2 separate regions of the Rattus norvegicus genome follow, and region 1 is linked to region 2. The links are chromatin contacts, called in public Hi-C maps. All regions are on one chromosome and are shown on one strand. Each heading gives the region's core, a stretch centred on a gene start, on an enhancer-like site or on the middle of the called end of the contact. The rest is flanking DNA. Distances are from core to core; before and after follow the strand shown.

Region 1 (5,479 bases), core at 2,796-5,295, 54 kb after region 2:
CTCTTCCGTTTGCTTCATGGACACTTTGTCCCACAGGCTGTGAATATACAGAAAGGCTCATGACATCACTGAATGTCAAAACATGTGGCAAAGAGTATGTGCTGAAACGCGGACTACACAAAACACATTTCGGTAAGTGATAAAAAATTCCTATGTTGTACGATTTCCTGAGAGCCATCCTTGCAACTGTTGGCTAGAAAACACATTAGCCATGATGGAAGGGGTGGAGGTGGGGATACAGTATCTGTCTCTCTTCTGTCTCCCCAAACCCTCACTTTCAATATCACATGGATGGATGGAAACAGCAGGGGCTCAGCTGTAATTACCTTACAAATAATGAATAAGGCACTATTATTATTACTTAAAAAATCCCATTTTGGAACGAGTCTCCTGATAGTAGCTGAGGCTTAATTTAGCCAAATAACTATTCTGCATTAGCTAATGTGGCCCGTTATTTTTAGGTTCAATAGATATTTCCAGATGTACTGTGACAGGGGTGATTTATCACTGTCCTGGGGGGGGCACAGTCATGGAATGCCTCGGCTGGATCCAGGTTTATTAGTAGTTTCCACTGAGACACCTGGCTAAATTAGTTTAGTAGTCCATTGTCCATAGGGTGTTCTGTTGGAGAAGCCATGCTAGTCTGTGCAGTGTTGTCTGCATTTGCTGAGTTCAAACTTCGCATTAAACCCCCTTTAAAAATACTTTTGATATGATGTTATAAAGCCATTGGAAATAACTAGGTGAAAGATAAGAGAGTCTTAGCTTTGCATATCTTCCTTGTTGATTTTAATATGCTTGTATTCAAAGACAGCCGAAATAATGTGATCACTTCTGAGTGAAGAATTATTAAAATCATGCTTTTCTCCCCTTCTGGTTATATCTCTGTGTTTTCTGCTGCAGGAATATGTCAACTATTATACCCAGGAAGAAATGGTTTCAATAAAGCATGTCATTTTGAGGGCTTTGCCCTTGTCTCTCAGAATGAATTAAGTCACTTCCATGGTATGCAGAGAGATCTGGTGATCTGGCCCTGCAAATCATCAAAAATAATTGACTGAAAATGTAATTCTTGGAGCGTAATTACATCTACCCTGGCAGCTGCAGCTCCCAGTGGAGAGGAGAGAGCACCGAGAAGTTTACCCTAAGCAGTCTATAAGGTTCGTTCTTATGGGATCAGGAACCCATACAGTATGCAAGCTATCAGAAGATACAGAACATACTGGAACCTAAGCAGGTGACACAGGTGCCTCGTAGTTCTAGAACTGTCTTTTGTGCTATTCTGCAGGTGGTACATTTCTATTCTGAAAACTCCCACCCTGCTCATAGACTCAAAGGTGGAGGAGTCCTTAGAAGCAACTCTGACTCGATAATGCAGTAGACAGCCGCCAGCTCCCTTTGCTCATACTGTACAGGACACTTGCTGTATAAGCATTCAAAACAAACAAATTTGAGACAGGGTCTCGTGTAGCCCATGGTAGCTTCAAACTCACAACATAGCTAAGGATGACTTTGAATTTGTACTCCTCCTTGCCTCCATCTCCTGAGGAGAGGACAGGCTTGAGTTGCCGTGTACTGTTTATGTGGCCCTGGGATTGAACCCAGGGTTTCATACACAGGGCCTCTACTGATCAAACATGTCCAGCTCCCACGTAAACCCTTTATCAGTTAGTAGCTCCAGAAACAGACTCAAGCCCATGGCCCCCAGGGTTAAAGATGCTCTGCTCTTTTTGTTACCATGTTAACTAATGGGATTTCATGACATCCTTGGCTCCTTATCACATTGTATATAGATCTTCCAAGTCAACTCCCCAAGCTTCTGAAGAGTTGTCTCTATCCTTGAAGCCTGTCTGTAGCTGGACCTGCTCTCATCTTCCCTGTGTGGCCTTGACCTCTAAGGCTCAGAGCCTTGGCTTCTGTTTTCTTTCAGACTCATTCATCTGTTAACATCCAATGTCTGAGGGTGTTCTTTTCTGTCTACCCGTAAAAAAGTCTTCATCCCCTGATGTTTCTTCATAAAAAATGGCACCTTGCCAGCAGCCCCCAGGAGAGGGCATTGGAACTACACCTGGAAGGAAGTGGGAAGGAATTCCAGAGAACAGGAAATAGAATGGAATGTTTCAGAACAGAGATTGGAGCTTGGCGTGGGGACAGAAGCTGGACTGAGGTCGAGCTAAAGAGTAAGACAGATCACAAAGTGTTTCACTTGAACTGTTACCCGCCACTGACAGCGGCTAGAAAAAAGGTATCTAAAGCATGCTTCATACTCTCCCTACATTTAAGTTTTCACTCAGATAATTTCTGCTCCTCTAAGGAAAGCCCATCCTACCCCCCACCCCCTTACCCTGTGGCATGCTGTCCAGCTTTAATTTTTCTTTTCATTTGTCCATAGAACATTTCAGACTCATACATTTTTGGATTTATTGCAGATAGGTAGATTTTATAAGGTTTATATTCTGTCCCTTCAAATTCTAGAAAGTCCTCTTGAGAAGGGCAGGGACTATCAGGTGGTCCCTGTACTATTCCCAGAGACTGAGCAAGACAGAGCCACTGGTAAGTGCTTTATAGATACATGTCCATTGGGTTTCTGCTACAAAGTAATGCCCCCCGCCCCCGGGCTGGCACACTGAACTAAACTCTGGAATCTTCCGGGCCAGCGCATCCCACAGTGCTCTTCACCTTCCAGGGATGCCTGTATTCCTCCTGCCAGTGCTGAGTGTGAATGTTGAACCTTCTTGACACTTTGTTAGGTCCTCCAGCCCCAAGTTCTCAATTCTGTGAGTTCCTTTAGCTCACTATTTCTACACTGTATTTCAGACTTGATAATATAATTACATACCATAAATTCTTTATAAATAAAGTTCTAGGAGAGTGATGGGGATACTTCATAAATAGGCATGGTTACTTCGCATCCAGGAAGATTCTCACCAGTGCTCAGTGAGGGTGATTGGTGTACAAGAAGGTCCAGGGACTCAGTTCTGAAGCATGTACGCAATTTAAATATTTGGCTGCAGATATTTATTTTTTAAAGGGTGCTGCACATCTTACCACATTGGACTCTTCTGTAATTTTGACAAGTGACTCTTGACCCTTTCTCCTCACTAGGATTAAAATGACAGCCGAGATGACAGGAGAGATGGCTCAGTGATTAAGAACACTTGCTACTCTCACAGAGGATCCGGGTTCAGTTCCTAGCACCCACACAGAAGGCTCACGATTACCTACAACTCCAAATCCAAGAGATCTAATTCCTCTTATGGCCTCTGTGAGAATCTCCACACACATGGCACACATACACCTCCCCAGGCACACAAACACGAATACAAACAGCAATAAATCTCCAAAATAATGTGTCACCGGGCAACTGTAGAAGTTGCCTTAGTGGTTGCAAGGTCAAGAGTACCAGTTGCTCTGGCAGAGAAGCTGGCTTCAATTCCCAGAAGCCACATGGTGATTCACATCCATCCCTGATATCCTCTTCTGACTTCTGTGGTACCGGGCATACACATATGGTACATGCAGGCAAAACAGGCACATAAAATAACTTTCTACCGGGGAGGAGCTGTGCCTAGGATTAGATGAGAATTTCTAGGGCAACAAGAAACAGCTGTAGTCATTCCCACTCAACAACACATCACTGAGCAGTGATCTCAGGATGTGAGGCACTCATTAACCTGCTAGTGGAGTATGTGAGACAATGATACTGTGTTCATCCTTACCACATAGCAAGGTCTCCCTGACCCTGGGTGTTAGAGAATAGCTTTGTATGTTGAACACTGTACGAAATGGACGCTATATAGTTCTGATAGGATTTGGGAATCTGAATTGTAACTAAGGCCTGGAGTTTCATTATCACAGTGGTGGTTGTCACAATGGGCCACTTACCGTGTGATATATACCATTGGTTGGAGGAGGCATTATGGTCGACCCCACTGACAGACCCAGAGACAAAGGCTTGAAGTAGCTTGGTGTCCTAACCCAGTGCAAGGCATGTAAAGGGAAGTGGGAGAGGCTGGCACTGAGTCTGGCCAGCTGCCTGCAGAGCTCTTATGACTCATCTGCATGCTACAGACTTTGTTGTGAAATGCTCTAGACAGGAGAGGGAGTAGGGACGGAGATGGGGTCTGGTCTTTGGCTTCTCTCAGCTTGGCGGAGGAGAGGGAAACTGCATTAGATATAGAAATCTGTCAAAATTATGTTTCAAATCTAATGCTTCAGTAGTCTGATATTTTATTGTATGCCTTCATCTGCAAGTTTGGAAATTCCAATTGACCTTTCACAGCATAATTAGTTCAAGTGACAGCTTTCGTGTTTTAACGCACTAAACGGGAGACACACGCCAAGATTCCTGCTAATTGTCTTTCTCTCAGGGGTCATGGGAGCTTTTGTGGTGAAGTATACTGGATTACTCCCCTTTCTAATTTATTTATTTTATTTTTATTTTTAGGAATGGAAACTCTTTAAACAGACCATCGGGAGAAAGAAAGGTCAAGTCTCACACCACTAAAGATTACAATCAACAAGTTATTGCATATTTGAAAATCTCCAAAGACAGGATTTTTTAATCCAAAGAACTGATAAAAGTCTAGAGAGATAGACCTTCCAGGTGGTTTGATCATTATTGCATATTGAAATGTCATATTGCAACCCAAGACATGTGTCAATTAAGATATATTTAAAAAATGCTATCGTTAACATCTACTTAGTCCACATTTTCTTTTTTTCTTTTTTTTAAAGTCCTAGGATGTTTATTACAAAGGTAAACCCTGATCCTTGAGAGTGGCTTATCAATAGGATTTCTGGTACCGGGCATGGGCACTAGGACCGCCAAACTTTTTGGATTTGCAGCGACGGGAGTCAGCTGCAAACAGGATCAGATTGTACTGAATGAGGATATCTTTGATATCCTTCTTAGAGGCTTATCCACATAATTTTGGTAATAAACCATCAGGGCTTTTGAGATGGACTGCCGGATAGCATAAATTTGGGCCACATGACCACCACCCTTCACATGGACCTGGATATCCACACCAGCAAATCTCTCCTTGCCCAGAAGCAAAACAGGCTCCAATAACTTGTTTTGAAGCCTGAGCGGCTCGATCATCTCCAGGGGACGTCCATTCACCTTGATGAGCCTATTTCCTCGTTTGCAGTGGGCCACAGCTCTGGCTGTCTTCTTTCGTCCAAAGACTTGCACGGACTGCAGCAGACCCTTGGATGGCATAGCTATAAGTATGAACAAGGGATCCTCACCACGCAGCACCGCCACCAGAAAAGGCCTACATTTTCATAGTAGAAAAAAACCCCAATGCTTCCAATGCAAAGGATTCTAAATATTCATATAATGAAACATTACAGCAAGCTAATAGATACATATTATTATTATTATTATTACTATTACTATTACTATTATTATGTGTGTGTCAGTCATCAGTAGTGCTGACAAGAGCATGATGGGAAGGCTTTTGCAGGCAGATGT
Region 2 (6,064 bases), core at 2,311-4,810:
ACACCCTGGAGGTCCTCCTGCCTCTGTATCCCCAGTACTAGGGCTATAAGCATGTACTACCATGTCCCCTACCTCATTTTTTTTCCATTTTTTTTTCGGAGCTGAGGACTGAACCCAGGGCCTTGCGCTTGCTAGGCAAGCGCTCTACCACTGAGCTAAACCCCCAACCCCCCCAACCTCATTTTTAAAATTTGCATTCTAGGGATCGAACTTAGGTCCCTATGCTTGTATAGAAAGCACATTGACTGAGCTATCTTCCTAGGTATCCTTGAGAAGCATATAATTGAGTCTTCATAAGTGTGTTGCATTTAGGTAAGAATGTATATTTTTTGACTTGGAGACTAGTAAATTGGTGGTAAACATGAAGTCTCACAGGGGAGCGTGGAAGTCTTGGCCTCTCCACTATCCACTATATACAAAGCTCTTAAAATCTTGAAAAGTCAAGACTTAGGAAAAAAGTTGGAAGTTACTCACGATGTGCTGACATTATAATCAGAGTTCTTGCAGAAGTCGATGCAGCCAGTTACCCTGCTCTCTGTCACACCAAACAGGTCAGCCATCTTGGGATTCATCTCACAGGCTCCTCTCTACTTGACCAGTGTCATTCATTGGTCCAGGCTGGAGAAAAAGGTCCAGAACCCCAACTGTATGACTTCTGTTTTTCCACAGGCAGAGCTGCTCACTCTGAGTCTGAAAGCTGTAAGCTGTCCCAGTGTCCTAGCTTTCCAGAAGGGTGTCCCTAGTGTGTGTCTTGTAATATCTCTCTTTTAACCACATTTTTTTTACTGTTTAAAAATGACTTAACTTGTAAGTTTTCATACACATATGTATTATGCTGAACATATACCCTATACCTGATAACTCCTTTCTTTCCCCTCCGCTCCCATCTTATTGCTCCCTTGGACAGGTTAGCACCTGTTTTCATGCCATATATACATACATAGTCTCATGTATGTGTATCAAATATAGGAGTCACAGATGAAAGAAGAGATATCTGTCCTTTGGAGGAAGCCTTGATTTGCTTAGTATGATAATCCTCAGTAACATTCACTCCTGCAAACAACATAGCTTTATTCATTTTTTCTGTGGCTAAAACACTCCATTATGTATGTGTCCATTTTTATGCACTCATTTGTTAACACACACTTAGGGTCGCTGCATTTAGCCACTGTGAATTGTGGAACACTGATGTTCAACTCTCTCTGTGACACATTGGTGTGATGCCCTTTGGGTAATACCCTTTGGGTAATGCCCTGAGGAGTGCTATAGCTGGATCAAGTGGAAGATCTGTTTTCTCATTGTGTCAGTTGGGATATGATTGGTATCAATTGAGATCCTCTAACCAGAATAGACAGAAAGTTAGGGAGCCCTTGCTCTGTGCCCTCTTGCTCTTTGTTGGCACTCTGTTCCAGTTTTTGGAGTCAAGGGGTGGGGTTGGGGTCATTTAGTAATTGGCACTCAAAAGGTATTTTAGGTGTTTAGGTGTTGACCGTACCATATCTCATTTAATTTTATATTAGTTACTTAATAAAACCCCACGAACAAGGCAACTTATAGAAGGAAGAGTTTGTTTCGGCTCATGATTCCAGAGTGTTACAGTCCATGATGGCAGAGTGGACGCAGTGGGCAATGGGCAAGATGGCTGCAGAAGAAGCTGAAGGCTCACATTGTGAACAACAATCACAGGGGAAAGAGGACAAACTGGAGACTGTGAGCATGTTTGTAACTTTCTGGTGACACACTACTTCTAGCAATGCCACGCCTCCTAAACCTAGCAGAGCAGTGCCAGCAACTGAAGACAAAGCATTCAGAGATCTGAGCCTATGGGGGCATTAACAGTTAAACTACTACAGATCTGCTCTTTAGCACCATCTTAGGTGATGAACGAAATGTTAAATGCCTGCCCTCAAATGACTCTGTAGGTGTTGATTGAAAATTGAAGATGAATCCTGAAAGTTTTGTTACCTTGCTATGTACAAAAAAATAAAACCTAGGTTTCACAGAGGTTTAAGTCATGTGCTGATAGCAGCTTGCTGTCAGTGGACAATCTTAAATTCAATCCAATGGGTTGGGGGTGGGCTGCTGAACTGTGATGCATTCTCATGATACCAGGGAGAGAGAAACTAAGGCATGGTTTCCCACAGAGTGAGTATCTAAGAATGGCAATAACTCTTCAGAGCGCTGAAGCATGTTCGTCTAGGAGACACATGAGCTATATGTAGTTATAAGTTGGATTAATAACAAAGAGGTTACAAGGCAGAACTCCACGCACCTAGAGAAGCTTACAGGAAAAATGTCACCACCATTTGCTTGGAAACTTCTGTGTTTCATATTCTTTGAGAATAGTTTCCATGGCAATCTCAACTGAACCTTAGGACCAGATTGTATCTTCGTGTGTGTGTGTGTGTGTGTGTGTGTGTGTTTGTGTATGTGTGAGAGTGTACGTGTTTATATACAGGCCAGAGGACAATCTTGGTGTCATTCCTCAGGTATTATCTACTTTTTTTCATATAGGGTTTTTCATTGACTCAGGACCCACATTATAGGCTAAACAGGTTGGCCACTGAGCCCCAAGAATCTGCCAATCTGTTGTTTTGAGATTACAGGGGTGTGCCATCATGTCAAGCTTTTTTTTTTATGGGTTCTGGGGGCTTGAACTCAGGCCTTCATACGTGACAAGAAAGCCCTGTACTGGGTGAGCCATCATCCTAGTCTTCCAGGGCTATTTCTAAATAAATGATGTGATTGCACTAAAATAGGACATCTAGCCTCTAGCTTGAACCAAAGGACCTCATTCAAGTAAACCGGACAAACATTTATTGAGCATCCACTGACAGTGGGCTAGACAGTAGAAGAAAACCAAAGGTAAACATGATGTTAGAAGGGGTACAGTGTGGTGACATTACAGGATCTGACATGGAGTACATGCTTAATAAATATTCATTTCATGTAGGAACACAGGAAGGATGAATGCTACAACTGTTATGTAGAATAAACTCTATTAGAAAATCTAACATCAGAATTTATGAGAGGAAGTGCAGGGAAACTCTGAGATCACATTCAAGAAGGGATATTAACAAGCAGGTGAAGGACTAAACCACTAACCAAAGAGCACACATTGGAGGGACCCATGGCTCCAGTTGCACATGTAGCAGAGGGTGGCCTTATCTGCATCAATGGGAGGAGAGGCCCTTGGTCTTGTGAAGGCTCAATGCTCCAGTTTAGGGAAATGCCAGGGCAGTGAGGTGGGAGTTGGTGGGTGGGTAGGTAGGGGAACACCCTCATAGAAGCAGGGGGAGAGGAAACTGGGAAAGGGGATAACATTTGAAATGTAAATAAATAAAATATCCGATTAAAAATAAAAAGAGCAGGTGAGCTGACCTTTTACTTGTGAGCTGAGAAAACAGGCCATAACAGTTTGCTCAAGGTAGCAGAGCCTGATTGTGGCAGTGCCTATGGGAAGGCATCCTTACTAATCCAGTGCTCTGGGCTTCATGTTTTCCCTTTCCTATTGGCACAGCATCAAAAACCTTACTTTAGTTTCTCTTTGTAGGGAATCATGCAAGCACTGTTATGTGTTTCCTTGGACAGTATCTCTATGTTCCCCAAACAAGGGGATGTGGGCATTAGCCTAAAGGAATTTGATTATGTATTAGTCATAACAAGAAGGTTCTTTTGGGAGAAATGAGTCATTCTGCAGACTGAACTTTTAATACAGAAAGCTTGCTGATGACTTTTATGATTCTCCTAATACCTCTGAACACATGGTTTGTACACACACATGCACACACAGGCACACACACACACATCTATTGAGATACCCAGTGATTCATCTGCCCTGAGGTCAGAGGGTTACAGAATTCTACACAGCAGCAGCCATAAGGATGCTCACGAAAACTGCCGACTTACCTAATGACAATGTGGCTCTCCATCACCCTGTATCTTTCCTCCTTTCTTATCCCTCCCATTCTTGTTTATCATCTCCCAGTCACCCTAATTAAGATTGTTATTGGGGGTACCAGGAGTTACATTTGATTCTGCCACAATCCCCACTATTTTATTTCTACAACACAACAGAACAAATATTTAGCAAAACAATATATATTTTTTTTACTAAATATCCATACTAAACAGTTTTTTTTCTGAGGAAGCTATGGAGGCCTCAATTGATTCTTTCTTCATTACTGTATGATCTATGCATCTGCTTCCTAGGACAGGAAGCCTCGGGAATAAATAGTCAAGACATTTATTGACATTTATTGTTTAGTTATTCCAAATGAGATCACTATAACAGCCCATGCAAAAAACTTAAAGCTGGCAGACTCAGACTCAGGGAGAGCTTCGCATTTCATTCCAGTTCACAGACACACATACACATGCACACACAGAGAGACACACACACATACATACCCACATGCACAAACACACACATACTTACACACACATGCACACATAGAAACACATACTAAAGGCTGTTTCTCTGTTTTACACACACACACACACACACACACACACACACACACACACACACACAGAAGGTTGTATGTCTGTTACATGCATATGCCATTTAGCAGAGATACACTGAGAGTCTGTTGCTACAGTATGTCTGTGATCTGCTCCTATCAGAATCCATCGCGATGGTTAGCTTTAGGAGGTAATGAGGTCATGTGGGATCTATACTCACGGGAGATTATTGTCAATCCTGGAGGCCTATGTCAGCTACCGTCCTAGTCCATACACACCTGTTTTCTCTTTTGCTCTTTTGCCCTTCATGGAGCACATGTGTCCTTTCAGAAGTAGAAGATACTGACACCTTTCGAGCTTTCAGAACTGAGTCAAAGCAAAACTTTTTTTTAAAAAAAATTATAAACTACTGTTCTTGAGTATTTTTCTTTAGCAACAGAAAATGAACTAACAGGTTCATATTTTGGTTTTGAATAATATTTTAACTAAAATATTATTAATTAAAATATATAAGCACATAAACAATTCAGACATAACATGGTGGATTATTTTTGTTTTTCTTTTGTAAAGATTTATTTTATGTATATGAGTACACTGTTGCTGTCTTCACACACTCCAGAAGAGGGTATCAGATCCCATTACAGATGGTTGTGAGCCACATGTGGTTGCTGGGATTTGAACTCAGGACCTTTGGAAGAGCAGTTGGTGCTCTTAACCATTGAGCCATCTCTCCAGTTCCAACATGGTGGATTCTTTTTTTTTTTCTTTTCTTTTTTTTTTTTTTTTGAAAGAAAACCAACTTACTTTATTTGATACTGACATTATATCTATATCAAATTACGTTTAAAGCCTACAAATTACTAACAACTGTTACTCATGCTTCACAAAGGCCTATTCCACATAGTATGCCAAAAACAACAATCAACGTTAGATAGGATGAAAATAATAGAGACTTTTCTGTTATTATCATATATATATTTGCATTTCAAATATTTCATTAGAATTGGACTCTGTCTAGTGATTACAGTCAATGTCAAGCAGGATATGTAACATGTCTTCTGTTTTTACATTTAAATATTGAATATTGTTTATAAATACATTTTTAGATTTTTTTCATTTAATATTTTCTAAGCAACAGACTTTCATTATATCCTTTCTCCTACACCTCCTTCTTGGTCCTCCTCAAATCCTTATCATAACCAACATGGTGGATTCTTAAATATCATCTTATACAACAAATATCTCCAGGCAGCTGGGCAGCCTGGGAAAGGTAGGAGTCTTGGAACAGGTGTGGATCCACCCTGGTGAAATCTGTCTCTAGGGAATATATAGAGGTCTTTTTTTAAATCCTGGAGAAACCTTAGGAGAAGTGATCTCACCCCATTCAGGCAGGAACAGGTTTTTCATAGCGTGAACGGTTGGTGGTCTGGGTTACTTTCATATTCCACAGCTTTGAGATGAGGAAAAAAAAATCTCCATTCTCTCTCCTTTCAAATGAACTACACAAGGTGTATTGTGGGAAAATAAAACCACAAACATTTCCACAATTGAATGAAGTCCTCTACACCTGACCCATGCTTGCACCTTCTTATGTCACACT

The links. Hi-C and Micro-C count contacts between places; a contact is called where the count stands out from the background.
Region 1: a Hi-C map of Schwann cells shows a contact between it and region 2, with 2.6 times the contacts expected there. The contact joins two enhancer-like sites. A contact is called at or near these places in 9 of 12 Hi-C or Micro-C datasets (the A7r5 cell line, the Rat2 cell line, Schwann cells and 5 more).

Annotation. Positions count from the first base shown.
Region 1 is chr15:46,452,561-46,458,039 of GRCr8, forward strand. It overlaps the pseudogene Rps16-ps5. Among named protein-coding and RNA genes, the nearest start is that of Nefl, 22 kb to the right of the region's middle. Within about 2 kb of position 4,046, at least 9 of the 93 cell types and tissues checked have an H3K27ac peak or open chromatin away from gene starts, as enhancers often do. A contact at or near this core is called in Schwann cells, where this site is marked.
Region 2 is chr15:46,399,156-46,405,219 of GRCr8, forward strand. No RefSeq gene overlaps it. Among named protein-coding and RNA genes, the nearest start is that of Dock5, 68 kb to the left of the region's middle. Within about 2 kb of position 3,561, at least 2 of the 93 cell types and tissues checked have an H3K27ac peak or open chromatin away from gene starts, as enhancers often do. A contact at or near this core is called in Schwann cells, where this site is marked.